Linked DNA regions of Sus scrofa: regions 1 and 2 are each linked to region 3. The links are chromatin contacts, called in public Hi-C and promoter capture Hi-C maps. All regions are on one chromosome and are shown on one strand. Each heading gives the region's core, a stretch centred on a gene start, on an enhancer-like site or on the middle of the called end of the contact. The rest is flanking DNA. Distances are from core to core; before and after follow the strand shown. Region 1 holds the start of PRLR (prolactin receptor). Region 2 has its middle 25 kb from the start of PRLR. Region 3 has its middle 110 kb from the start of PRLR.

What was found. Promoter capture Hi-C pulls out the DNA fragments that hold promoters and counts their contacts. Hi-C and Micro-C count contacts between places; a contact is called where the count stands out from the background.
Region 1: a contact with region 3 is called in a promoter capture Hi-C map of fetal liver, with 2.2 times the contacts expected there. The contact joins the promoter of PRLR here to the enhancer-like site in region 3. A contact is called at or near these places in 3 of 5 promoter capture datasets (fetal liver, fetal skeletal muscle and liver), 13 of 47 Hi-C or Micro-C datasets (alveolar macrophages, embryonic fibroblasts, fetal heart ventricle and 7 more) and 1 of 2 datasets of contacts at active chromatin or transcription factors (skeletal muscle).
Region 2: a contact with region 3 is called in a Hi-C map of liver, with 4 times the contacts expected there. The contact joins two enhancer-like sites. A contact is called at or near these places in 4 of 47 Hi-C or Micro-C datasets (embryonic fibroblasts, fetal liver, liver and 1 more).

What each region holds. Positions count from the first base shown.
Region 1 is chr16:20,654,459-20,657,158 of Sscrofa11.1, forward strand. PRLR (prolactin receptor) reads right to left here and starts at 1,423. Exons shown (of 9, transcript NM_001001868.1): 1 at 1,354-1,423. The coding sequence starts at 1,423.
Region 2 is chr16:20,679,318-20,682,017 of Sscrofa11.1, forward strand. No RefSeq gene overlaps it. Among named protein-coding and RNA genes, the nearest start is that of PRLR, 25 kb to the left of the region's middle. Within about 2 kb of position 1,429, at least 3 of the 83 cell types and tissues checked have an H3K27ac peak or open chromatin away from gene starts, as enhancers often do. A contact at or near this core is called in liver, where this site is marked.
Region 3 is chr16:20,766,825-20,769,524 of Sscrofa11.1, forward strand. No RefSeq gene overlaps it. Among named protein-coding and RNA genes, the nearest start is that of PRLR, 110 kb to the left of the region's middle. Within about 2 kb of position 1,332, at least 9 of the 83 cell types and tissues checked have an H3K27ac peak or open chromatin away from gene starts, as enhancers often do. A contact at or near this core is called in fetal liver and liver, where this site is marked.

The DNA.
Region 1 (2,700 bases), core at 173-2,672, 110 kb before region 3:
TGCTCAGTGGGTTAAGGATCCGGCGCTGCCGTGAGCTGTGGTGTAGGTTGCAGACGCGGCTCGGATCCCGCGTTGCTGTGGCTCTGGTGTAGGCCAATGGCTACAGCTCCGATTGGACCCCTAGCCTGGGAACCTCCATATGCCGCGGGAGCGGCCCAAAGAAATAGCAAAAAGACCAAAAAAAAAAAATAAATAAATAAAAATTAAAAAAGCACAAAACCTTACGGCTCGATAATGAGCATATTCAGAAGCCGGTTAAGGCAGATGTTGATTATTTGAGTACTTCAAGTTTCCCTATGGGTTATACTGATCTCTGTGTTTCTTTTTTCTCCCTCCAAAAGCTGATTTCTCTCCTGTTTCACTGGCTTTATTAATGGTACCTCTGGGAATCTTGAGAGGAGGGTAAAGTTGTGAGTTTATAATGAGTCAAATGTTCCATTCAGTGGGACTATTTAGAGGAGATGGTTACTATTAATGGACTGTCCCACTATCCCTGTAAAATGCACACAAACACAGGTGTACACACACACACACACACACACACACACACACAGAGAGGCACACACAGGCACATATGCATGCTCAAATTGAGCCCACATCAGAAACACACCCCAACACCCCGAAGGAATAATATACAGAAATACACACTTGTAGAAGTACACACTGGTACTCACACAAACATATCCATAGAAACATACACCCGCAAATGTACATGCACACAGGTATGCACAGAGAAGCATTTGCAACCAGGCACATATAGGGAATACACACCTGGGTATATACAAGTATACACACCCAGAAATACGCAGGGGTAGACACATGGACATGTATACACACAGGCTTCACACTCTTGTTTAGCTGTGGATTTCATTTCCCCCCTTAGCACAGATAACAGAGTTGGCTCTATTCGTCTCCTATCATGAAACAGCAGCCCCTTACATCTCTTTACAGTTTCTCACACACTATTTCATTTTGAAGTGGATGAAACATCACTGTCCTTCCCCTGAAAATGTGTAAATCCAGAGAGGTTAAGTAACTGGCTCAAGGTTGCACAGCTGGTAAGGGACAGAACCTGGACTGAAACTCTGGTCTGTGGTTGGCAGAGCTGTTTGCCGGCTCTCCCAGAATGAGGATGGCAGCCAGAGCACAGGGACGAGATTTTGCATTAACTGCATTCCTTCTTTTGCATTAATTTTTGCATTCATTTTCATGCCCCAAATATTCTATATAGTTTAATAGTAGTAAATGACATGGGCATTTTCATTCCTTTTAATTGCACTGTAATGGATTCTCCCCCCAGCTCTCAAGAAACAGCCCAGGGAATGAAAGAAAACAGGACAGTCTCTTACTTACCATTCAGAAGGCTGATGTTGAGAAAAAGTAGCAAAATGAAAACCACTGTGGATGGCACATTTTCCTTCATGTTGGCTCCCTTCTCTTTCCACAGGCAGTGGGTCAGAGGTTCACTGAAAGAGAAGACACCGGGTAACATTTTTTGCAACGGACAGTCTCGTTAGGCCCATGCACCACTTTATTCTGGGTGTTTGCAACTGATACTTGCTCCTTGCTGAACGTGAATACCAAAACAGGAGGAAAGGAATGTAGGAAAGTGTAGCAAGGGATGGCTTGGCTCAGAAGCATCGCTGCACACATGCTGGGCAGACTTCCACCACCAGAGGTCATCAGATGACAACATTCAAGGGCAGCTGAACTGCAGCTGGCGCCTCTACGCACACCCCAAAGAAAAATTGTTTCCTTTGCACCCCACGGTTCCCCAACAATAGATCATCCATTTAATGTGATATAGATTATGCACCCTACAAGAAAACTGTTCTGGAAGGACTTTGATCCACCAGCCCAAAATAAACCAGGCTGAGAAGTCAGTGCGTTCCGTTGAACTCCAACCTGGCCTCAAGGATGCCAAAGGGTCAGGGGGCCTTTTCCCTGCCGCCTCAGGTTGAGAAGACTCTGAAAGCCTTCTGGTCTCTGGGCATGGCCGTGAACCACACAGCGAACTCTGAGAACCTTCACAGGTTTTCTTTCTCCCCTTTGGAAAAGCCCCATAAACAAGAATGACAAATCCCAGTAATAAAGTCGAGTCCCTTGGGTTTGGAGTATTAAGCACATTTTGAATCTGCAGGGGTTGAGAGTTTTGAGAATTTTATTATTAATATTATTATTTTTACACCTTGGAACAACTTTCAAAGCTTTTACATGTCCTTCTAAGAAAAAACAGGATTTTAGACATTTGGAAAAGCCTCATTAGTCTTTCTGGACTCCAAACAACTCTCAGAAAACAATAGATTTGATGAAGTAATTGTAAATTCTCGGAAACACATGGCTTACATTTTCCTTTTAAATTATGTGGTTTTTTTTTTTTTTTAAATCGGGAAGGGCATCCTGGGGCAAGGCTGCCCATCAAGGGACTTTGGAAGTGACTGAATGTTGTCTGATGAGCCCTGAAAAGACTAGGCTCTGTCCATGTCTCCTGGCCAGACGGTGGAGCTCCCAGCGCCAGCTGGACACCACCTCACCAACGACTTCTTGAAGCCTTCTCCACCTGCTACTACTCTGTTTGAGACATGCTAGAAAATAGAAATCTTAGTGAAAACAGAGGCTCGGGGTACACAGATGCCAACAAGTGCCTCTCTTATACTGGGGCTCCTGGTTCAGTAATGGCTCCTGTGAAGTAGCCAGGAT
Region 2 (2,700 bases), core at 179-2,678, 87 kb before region 3:
GGCATATGGAGGTTCCCAGCTAGGGGTCGAATCGGAGCTGTAGCTGCCGGCCTACACCACAGCCACAGCAATGCGGGATCTGAGCTGCATCTGCAACCTACACTACAGGTCACGCCAACATCGGATCCTTAACCCACTGACTGAGGCCAGGCATTGAACCCGCAACCTCATGGTGCTAGTTGGGTTTGTTAACTGCTGAGCCATGACAGGAATGCCAAGGAATTGACTTTTTAATATTATTTAATTTTAAAGAATTTACATTAAAATAGCCACATGTGGCCTGTGGGCAGAGTATTGGACCGTGCAGGTCTGGAGCTGAATACCAATACCTCAATCACTTCAGTCTTTCCTCTCCAATGAAAATTAACCTGTCCCATGTCCCAATTCCAAGGCCCTCTTAAAGAAGCACCAACAATCAATCTGAATCCGATTAACAAATTCTTATCCATAAATTAAGGTCTTACCCCTCTTAGGTAAATGCGTAGGTTTTGAACAATGCCATATTTCAATCAGTGCAAAAGCTCAAATGATAAGAATGTGAAGGACGCTGGCAGGCAAGCATGGTGGGTGAAACGATTCTCGGCCTAGCGTTTTCGACTCACTTCAAAGCGTGCTCTATGGGTCTATCTTTCCCCATTCCCTGGGCTGCTCCGAAGTTCCTCCAAGTGTCTCGCAGTCTGGGAAGGGTTAAGGTCAAAGGGTGTGGATGGGAGCCTGGGAAAGAGATGGAGGTGGGAGGGTTGGAACAGGCAGAGCCCAAAGGATGCCAAGTGCTTGCAAAAGAACCTGGCATACCATTCAGAGTGGCATTCTGTACCACCCTGGGGAGGAGGTGCTGGGGAGAGATTGTTACGGCATGGTCAATGCCACTGGCACAGGACTGAATGGATAACAGTTCCAAGAAACCAGAAACCAGACCGAAGGCCACAAAATGGACTGTGGCCCTATCTGGTGGGGTCTCAGGAATTGCAATTCTCCTCTTAATTCTAATTCCCCCCTTTCAGATTTTTTTTTTTCCTTCTGAATTCTTTTATGAACATTACTTCCTAGACAGTCTTTACACCCTGAAACTGAACAGCATTTCTGTTGCTCCTGGACGACCATAGGACTGCTTTCAAGTTCTTGCCTGTGTTCTCAGATGCTGGCATCAGATGCAAATACTTTCACACCAAACTCTAGGTTGGGTAATGGGGTAATGGGGGTAGTTTATGAATAAGTATACACAGAAATAAAAAAGAGTGGCCAAACATCCCTGGGACTTTACAATGCAGTCCAGACCACGCTGTGCTTTTCTCTTCCTCATGGAGGGAAGGGCTGCTCACGTATTCAGTGTCACCCTGCCTTCTCTTATTCGCCTTTCATTCAAGCACGTCTCATGCGGCATTTGGCCACAAGGGGCAGAGCCCAGAAAGGAGAAAGCAACTCAGAGAAGCCAGTGATCTGGCTGGGTTGATTCATGGGTTGCAATGTTACCAAATACTCCGGGCTTTAAGCCCGAGGGTCTTGTTGTGCCAAAACATTTTGACAGCTTATGACATCCCTTCTGCCAGTCCTTGCTAATGTTTCCTCTGAACATCTTATATGTCAGTCTTTTTGCATGCAAAATAAAAGTTCTTGCTGGGTTGAGGGGACTTAGAGCAGGGGTTTTCTTTCTTTTTTTTTAATTTCTATTTTTTTAAAATTTTTATCTTTTCATATTTATTGGAATAGGGTTGATTCATTACAGTGTTATCTTGGTTTCAGGTGTACAGCAAAGTGAATCAGTTACACATATACATATATCTGTTCCTTTTCAGATTTTTTTTTTTTTGTCTCTTAGGCCCACATCTATGGCATATGGAGGTTCCCAGGCTAGGGATCCAATTGGAGCTGTAGCCACCGGCCTACACCAGAGCCACAGCAACATGGGATCCGAGCTGCCTCTGTGACCTACACCACAGCTCATGGCAATGCCAGATCCTTAACCCACTGGGTGAGGCCAGGGATCAAACCCACAACCTCATGGATGCTAGTCGGGTTCGTTAACTGCTGAGCCACAATGGAAACTCCTCCTTTTCAGCTTCGTTTCCCATAAATGCCATCACAGAGTATTTGGAGTTCCCTGTGCTATACAGTAGGTCTTTGTTACTTATCGATCTGTATATAGTAGTGTGTATGTGCCAGTCCTGAGCAGCGGTTTCCTATGGGGGTGATTTTTGCCTCTCTCAATCCAGGGGATGTTTGGCAAAGTCTGCAAATGATTTTATTATCACTACTGGCAGTGGGGAGTGGCGGGGGCAGGGGTTGTCCTCTCTGGAACCCTAGGCAACATCTGAAGTGTCTTTGGTTGTTACAGTGGGGCGGGGTAGTAGATAACTGGCATCTAGTGGGGACAGCCAGATATGTTACCAACCATCCTACAACATGCAAAACAGCCTCCACAATGAGGAATCATGTGCCCCAGAATGCCAACGGTGCTAAAGGTGAGAAACTCTGCCCAGGCTTTGTTCTTGACCCTGAAGCACCAGATGGTCCTCAAAGGACCGTCACTTTTCATTGGAAGATGAGGAAGGACCCTGGGGTGGTATCAGGAAATCCCAGGATAGTTTCGGCCAGAATTCTTTTTTACCTACAACCCGGTCAATTACACATCTTCCTGGGTCCTTAACTACCTCTGAAAGAGCGAGTGTACCCTAGGGGTACACACTTAGGTGGGTCTCA
Region 3 (2,700 bases), core at 82-2,581:
AGACATGGCTCGGATCTGGCGTTGCTGTGGCCGTGGCACAGGCCAGCGGCTGTAGCTCCCATTCGACCCCTAGCCTGGGAACCTCCATAAGCCATGGATGGGGCCCTAAAAAGCAAAAAAAAAAAAAAAAAAGGAGCAATCAAAGCACAAAAAGACATGGAGGAATCTTAAAAGCATATTGCAAAGAGAAAGAAGCCAATCTGAAAACACTACATCCAGTGTGATTCCAACAATATGAGGAAATGATATGTGGAAAAGGCTAAACCATAGAGACAGTATAACACTGGTTGCCAGGGGTTCGGGAGAAAGGAGGAAGGGATGAGAAGGTGAGCACAGGGGCTTTTTAGGGGGGTGAAACTATTCCATACGACTTTGTAATGGGGGCTGCATGACCTTTACGCATGTGTCAAAACCCACAGACCTGCACCACACAAAGAGTAAACCCTAATGTAAACCATCGACTTTCTTCATACTCCTAGGTCCACACCGGTTCATCATTGCAATCAATGTACCACACGAAGGCAACACGTTAATAACAGAGGAATCTGTATGTAGGGGAGAGGAGGGATATGGGAATTCACTGCATTCTCTGTGCACTTTTTCTGCAAACCTAAGATTGCGCTAAAAAATGACATCTGTTAAAAGCAAACAAGCAAACCAACCTCAGCCCAAATTGCCCAGATTTCTCTTCGTCCACTGGGCACTCGCAGTTCACTGCCTGGCCTCTCTGTGCCTCTCTGCCTCCCTGTGAGCTCTAAAGATGTTCCTGACTCCCCATCACTGGCCAGCATCCTGGACTCCACCATCTTTTGCTCTCCCTTCCCACACCCCCCAGGACCGATCTGTCACGTGACCAAACCGCTGTGACCTCACGCCGCCCTTTGGATCGTCACCCCCACGCAAGCCTCATCCTCTCTCCCTGGGTCACCTGGGTCTAGAGTGGGCCTCTCGTTAAGTCTTTATATTCAACGGCCAGCTCCTCGCCCTTCTCTTCTTAAAATATGGACCTTTCCCTAAGACCTCTGTGCAACCATCGATAACCTAATCACATTCAGGGCCTCCTGTCCGTGCCGTGCCCAATCCCAGAAGAGAAAAACGAAGGATGAAAACCATCAAGGAAAGCAGAAAGTCTCTCACCGGTGGCCTTCCTGCCGTGCGTCACCCCGCTCCCACTCCCGGCTGGAGCCTGCCACATCGTGGTCATGTATCCTAGGGGCCAGTGGCCTGAGACGACATTCTTCTCTGCAGTTCCTACCCGGGCAAGGAGAACGCCGGGACTCTAACCAGTCATCTTTTTACAACCCGGGAAAAGGCACCCCCCCCTGTTAATAATTGATCTGCATATTAAAGTATGGACGGCTGTTAATCATTGTTCAGTTATGGGGACAGGACAGGCAGGACAACCTCTCGCTGAAAAAACAGGAGGACACACTTTGCCTCTGCAGGTTCCAAGGGTCAGAGCTTGGGGTCAAGGGGAGGCTCAGGTGCGTCTGTGGGGTTTGGCTGGTGGTGGGGGTGGAAGGAGAGGACCTGAGTCTTTAACAGGTTCTCAGAGAAAAGTAAGAGTTAATTTTGAAGGAAACGGGGACTAACCCTTACATGTGCAGAAGAAGCGGTCCATCAACGCCTGTGCAGCACAGGCTGAAAGAGACCAAGAGAGCAGCTGGTTCTGCTACCACATTCAGCAGTGCTGAGCGGAGCCCACGCTCCACGGAGGGCTCAGTGGCAGACAGGAGCTCCGTCCTGGGGCAGGGGCCAGCTGGGGCATTTTCTGAGAGGCGACCAGAGTGTGGCAGGATAAAAAGGACAGGAAGTGAAGGGCAGAAAGTAAATGGAGAAAAAAACAAAGGGAATGAAGATGCAGTCACACTTTCTCCCAGGCTCTCACTCACACGCTGTCTGCCGGCCTGGGAACCAGACACCCACGGACCAAGGGGGCTGAGGGAAGACATGCACACTTTAGGATGTCTCAGTCTAACTGAGACTCTTGAGGGAATTCTCCAAAGCCTGCATCCTCATAACTTCTCTGATCCCCCCACCAGGAGAAGGGAGCCAGGGGGGCAGTGCCCTTGCAGCAGGGACTAGCCAAGGCCAAGGGACATCTGCCCGCAGCACAGAAGCCTCAATGGCTGGGAGGGTCTTGCCTAGATGCCCCAGGTTTTGCAGAGAGAGAGAGAGAGAGAGGGAGAGAGAGAGCAGCACCAGCCAGCCACTTGGTAGCTCTAGAACCTGGCACATAGTAGGTACTCAATAAATGCTTGGGTAAGAAATGGCTCTCTGATGGCTCCAGCTTTGGAATAAATGGCTCCAGCTTCAAGATCATCTCTCTCAAACTCTCTGAGCCCACTGTTCTCTCTCTGGCGGTCAGAGTGTTGGGTGAGAACACCCTTGGCGAGGCTGGGTGGGGAAGGAGCCATGCATAGGAAAGGCTGAGATGCCTCTTCCACCTCCTCCACCAGCGTGAGAGGGTCCCCAGGGTGCAATGAGTAGTCATGCTGCTGCAGAAAGGCTCCGAGCTTTCTGGAGGAGACCCAGCAGGGTTGTGCGGTGTGTTTAGCAATTCCCTGAATCCTTGAGGGAAAAACAGGACAGAAAAGAAGCAACTGGGGTTTGGCTCATCAGAGCGGATGTGCTCAATGTCATCCAACTGTCCAGGGCTCTGGTCACCAAAGGGGGCCACCACAATGGTGTCTGGAGGAA